2 separate regions of the Gossypium hirsutum genome follow, and region 2 is linked to region 1. Evidence: chromatin contacts called from public Hi-C data. All regions are on one chromosome and are shown on one strand. Each heading gives the region's core, a stretch centred on a gene start, on an enhancer-like site or on the middle of the called end of the contact. The rest is flanking DNA. Distances are from core to core; before and after follow the strand shown.

What was found. Hi-C and Micro-C count contacts between places; a contact is called where the count stands out from the background.
Region 2: a contact with region 1 is called in a Hi-C map of leaf, with 4 times the contacts expected there. The contact joins the promoter of LOC107910706 here to the promoter of LOC107910708 in region 1. A contact is called at or near these places in 13 of 34 Hi-C or Micro-C datasets (anther, callus, cotyledon and 3 more).

Annotation. Positions count from the first base shown.
Region 1 is chrD02:22,994,176-22,996,946 of Gossypium_hirsutum_v2.1, reverse strand. LOC107910708 (receptor protein kinase CLAVATA1) reads left to right here and starts at 1,367. Exons shown (of 2, transcript XM_016838668.2): 1 at 1,367-2,771. The coding sequence starts at 1,878.
Region 2 is chrD02:23,203,706-23,206,476 of Gossypium_hirsutum_v2.1, reverse strand. LOC107910706 reads right to left here and starts at 1,357. Exons shown (of 2, transcript XM_016838666.2): 1 at 371-1,357; 2 at 19-264. The coding sequence starts at 1,047. The coding sequence ends at 412.

The DNA of each region.
Region 1 (2,771 bases), core at 118-2,617:
TTCAACACTTACAAGTGTTGAGGTTAAGCTTTTCTTTCAAAGATATTTTCGAGAATCTTACACTTGTACTGATACAAATTTTGACTCGTAGTACCAAACATTTACTATCAAGATTAGGGGTGATTTTGATTTAGGTCAATCAAGTTTTTAAAATTTTCTAAACCATCCATCATAATTCGTTTCAGTTCGATTTGGTTCTCAATTTTTTTATATTAATTTATTGTTTTAATGTTTAGATTTATTTTGATAAAATGAGATTTGTTTAATGGTTTTTGAATATTATTTTAAAAAAATTAGATGTTTTTCATAAATATTTCTTAAAAATAATAATTTTTTAAGAACTTTTAAATTATTAACTATTTTAAATATAAAATATTTATTTTTATATCATAAAAATTAAAAATAATTATATATAAATAAAAAATAAAATTCAATTTAACTTCAAATAATCGTAATTTTTTAACTTACTTTTCATAAACTGTCTAAATATCTCAATTTGAATTGATTTTTATTCTTAACCCTAGTGAGGGTTAAGCTTCATCTTTTATTGTTCTTCCCTATACTCCTGAAATTTGGACTCTAAAATTAAATTGAACCTTCATTTACAAAAAATTAAATATCCATTTACTCTTTAAACTATACCTTATCTCACAATGTAGCATATCTATATTCATGATATAGTCATGTTTGCATTATCTTTTTCATGAACACTATCATATGTTATTTTCTAACATAATTTATTTTTTTCCCTTGGAAGTTTTCTAACAAGCTAATGGCCCAATCATAAATGTTGCTTAAACAAGAAGACAAATATTTGAATGAGATGATGAAGAGATTCTACTGTGGATGTCAAAGCACTTGGATGGTTAGAAGAAGTTGCAGAATACTTGGGTTGGTCCATGAACCATTGCATAAGGGATAGGGAAGGAAGCAAAAGGAGAAGTTAGTGCAGAGGCAATCGACAATGGTCCCCTATTTTGTGGACGGTCCCGATCGGAGAAAAGAACAAAAAGAGTGGACTTTTAGCTCACTGCCAAAAAGGAGTCAGAGGAGAAAAAGGTGTTTCTTCGGGAAAGGACATTCACAGCCTTTAATCTGGGCCCAGCAATTGACCCCCAAAGCCCATCCCCTGTCTTCATCACTCCCCCAAAAGACAAAATCCACATTCATCTTTCATCATCCCAAATGCTCAAAATAATACTAAGATATATATGTTCTAATATTTTTACCAAGCTCAACCTAGTGAATTTGATAGTTTTTCCCAGTGATTTTTTTCTTTCAGAAAAAGAAAAAACAACTGGCGTCTGACAGTAATGCAGTGGGCAGCTGCATTTATAATAGGGCCAGTCTTTAGAACCGGCAGATCACGCCGTCAAACCAGATGAGTATAGTACCCTTAGCAATTCACAGTCTCTAAGCCCCACGTAAAATAGTACCCTTCATCAACTCCGTCCCGAGTTAACGTTTCAGTCGTTCTTCTTGCTGCCATGGGGACCCTCCCTCCCTCCCTCCCTCCCTCATGTTTGACTCACAGAGCTGACAAGCTTTAAAAACTAGTAAATTCAACGTTAACCCTTTCTGTGTTCTACCATTTTTCAATTCCATGTAGTGTACGATGCGAACCATGGGCCATACAGTATTGCCGTGTCTTTAGCGGTTTCATGCAGTCCAGACTCCCCTCCTTTTACACACCCTCTCCCTGACTTTTTCAGAATTCAGATTTTGTATTTGTTTATTTCATATCCAACATTTGATGCTTTGGGAACTACGATCCTCTTTGCGATCCACTATACAGTACAACTCTATTTAACGTAGTGAGCTACTGATAGTAAAGCCTTCACCTCTCTCTGATCGCAGGAAAATAGAAGAACACTGAAATGAGAAGCTTTTACAGTTATCTTCTCTGTGTTTTCTCGAGTCTTCTACTACCCTTCTCAGCCATCGTCTATGGTTACAGTGATCTTGAAGTTCTGTTGCTGCTCAAGTCTTCAATGATTGGACCAAAAGGTTCGGGACTCGAGAACTGGGAATTCTCTTCATCTCCATCAGCACATTGCCGTTTCTCTGGTGTTCAATGCGATGAGGATTTCAGTGTTGTTGCTCTGAACGTGTCGTTTGCTCCTCTCTTTGGCACCATTCCTCCTGAAATTGGGCTTCTCAACAAGCTCGTCAACCTCACTATTTCTTCCGATAGTCTTACGGGGAGGATTCCGGTGGAGATGGGTAATTTGACTTCTCTTAAGATATTCAACATCTCCAACAATGTTTTCCAAGGCAGTTTCCCTGGAGAAATCTTTGCAGGCATGACTCACCTCGAGATTCTCGATGCTTATAACAATAACTTCACGGGTGTTCTTCCCATTGAGGTCGTCAATCTTAAATATCTCAAGCATTTATCTTTCGGAGGAAACTTTTTTATGGGAGAGATACCGGAGGAGTACTCTGAAATCCAGAGCTTGGAATATTTGGGTCTTAATGGCATCGGTTTAACAGGGAAAACTCCTTCCTTTTTGGCTCGTTTAACAAACCTCAAATACTTGGTAATCGGATACTTCAACGCCTACGATGGAGGCATTCCACCTGAGTATGGGTCATTGAGTCAACTCGAACTTCTCGACATGGCAAGCTGTAACCTAACCGGTGAGATTCCTTCGAGTTTGAGCAATTTGAAACACTTGCACTCGTTGTTCCTTCAACTCAACCGTCTCACCGGGCGTATCCCTTCTCAACTCTCTGGTTTAATCAGCTTGAAATCGCTTGATCTTTCTATA
Region 2 (2,771 bases), core at 108-2,607, 210 kb before region 1:
TAATGTGGCAATCGTCTGTTCAGAAACAGCCTTAAGATTATCAAACACAAGAAAATGGCAAAGCCTTACACATATAGCTTTTATATGTTCACCCCCGATTCAAAAACAAGGCGGTGATCGCATTATGATCAGCATAGGATCTAAATTACAATATACTTAATACGCTATAAAAGAAAATGGAAAAAGTTGAACAAACTATTGACCCAAAGCCTTAGAACTCAGAAGCAAGCACACTTCTTATCCACTCTAGTTTTTCTTTTATTCCTGCACCTCAGCTCAAAAAAACTATGAGGTATCTTTATAATTTCCCATGACATGAGACAATTAAGGAGAAAAACTAGAAAAAGGAAGAACAGAAGTTACTGCTTACCCTTAATTATTGTTCACGCCTTTATTTACGGAAAAGACCCTTCAAGGGAGACGTAGGAGTCGTCGGAGATTGTCAGTGGCTCCATCATCGACTCCTCCACCAGCTTCAGCCTTGCAGCCAAGCTTTGGTCTAAGCGAAAAGCTGGGCAAAGGCAAGCTGCTAGGTGGTGGAGAGAGTGTAAAGATAGAACTTGAAAGCCTCTCCAAATCTCTCGCAGCCGCCTGGGGTCCTCCTGATGCCATGACAAAGGGCTTACTAATTGCACCTTGTGCTTTTTTTCCCTCCGTTGGTCTGGTTTGAAGTTTCTTTGGCTCTCCTACTGATTTGCCACTGAGTTGCTTCGATTTTGATCTCTTTGGAGGGGTCAGAGATTGGTCTTTGTATCTGTTGCTTTTGAGGTTAGATGGAGAAGATGAAAGGGGTGGGGTTCGAGAAGGGAGCGACGTATGAAGAGGTTTATTAGGGAGTGGAAGTGGAAGGAGAGGTGGTTGATGCTGAGCCTGATAGAATGGATAAGAGAAGGAAAGAGACGGTGGAGGAGCCAAAAAGAGGCCTCCTCCCCCCCCATGGATGATGCTTGTGTGAGCTCCACTACTATGTCTCCTTGGAATGTTCTTGAGTTGCTTGTTTGGAGAAACAGATTTCTCAGCTGAAGATGACAAGAAAATCCCATCCATAATACTACTGGGTTTTGCTTTGGCAAACAACGAACAAGCTTTTTCAATATCAAACAAAAAGAGGCGATGATCTTCGAAATAATATGATCAAAAGCCTGAAGCCAAAAACATGCTCAAGATATATATATTTCAGAGGAAATCTTTACAGATTTTCTCAATGAAAAGTAAAAAAGAAAAAGAATATTGGTTAGGAAATGCTATTGATAAACAGAAAATAGATACAAAATCGATTTCGATCCCAGAGGGATCCGAAATGGTTTGGATTTTTAATTTATTCTACTTTTCTTCCAGACTTTCATGTGTTTAAAAGTCTGTGCCTCTTTTTATACAAGTAATAAACTCCACGTCTCCAACGGCTACTTTATTTTTTTATTGTAATTTACTTTTCGTTAAAATTGTCTGTTAGGCCCTATACTTTTGATAAAATTTGAGATTTATTTTGTATACTTAAAAGGTTAGAAATTAAGCCCTTTAACTGTTTTGATCTAAAAATCTCAATCCAATCATTAAAATAGTAAGTATTTTTTTTGTCAAAATTTACCAATTTAGCATGTTGATTAAGTTGCCCTCATGTGACATATCATATGAGTGAAAATAAAATGAAAATAAACATTTTAGCATATGATAATTATTGGATTAAGATTTTTAAATTGAAAAAGTAAGAGAATTGAACTTTTAAATTTTAAAATATAGGGAGTAAATATCAAAATTTATAGAAAAGCAGGGACTAGTAACATACTTTGTCCTTTACTTTTTTCATTTTCTTTATAATAAAAATGTTACCACAGACTCCTAATTTACCGACAGTTCAAGACTTGGGAAACACTGTTGGGCGGCAGCCGTCAATTCGATTTACACCGTTGGATCGAATAATTAGAAATAACCGGTGAGGAGATACCAGCCGTTGATCATTCCCTCCATCTAAGATGTTGGTCTGGTTTGAAAGGGACTTGAAAGAATCCTAGCAATACACGTATCCCACTTGGCGGGACCCAAGACTATTTTATGACCACCTCATGCAAGAACAACACATAAATAGAAAATAGGAGTAAAATATTAAATATTTTATGTGATAATACAGTGCAAGACCTGAAGGGATTGGTATACGTGGCAGCAGGCCAGCCAGTCTTGATGAGAATTTCCGGTCCATTATTGGTCGGTGCCATGCACGTGACCTTCATTCACGTCTATTAATTTTGATGTAAACGATGTATAACGACGTCTATGTCAATTTAAAATATAGTTCATGCCTAATTTATATACGCGAGTTTTTAAGTTTCATAATGAGAGTTTTGGTCCAGTTAGTCCTAATTGGTTTTAGTTTGAACTATATCAGTTTTTAATTTGTTTAGATTATAATAATTTAATTGTATAGTTCGTCTATAATAATTTAATACTTGTAATTACTTATACTTATATTTATAATTATATTGTATTTGTTATAATTCATAAATATAAAAAAAAACTGAAAAGATATGTATTTGTATTTTGTGCAATCATCATATTCATGGTATTATATATATTTAAAAATTTTAAATATTTATAACTCCTCTATATAAAAATTTTCACTATTTAATATTTAAACATTTGGCGAAGTTAGTGTTACTGTCATCAACTCGGTAATGAAATTATAGAAATATCTTTATTTTAAACTATAATATTATTGTGATGCCATTTTGTCTTTTCATACTTTTATAAGTAAAATGACATGGACACCCTTATAT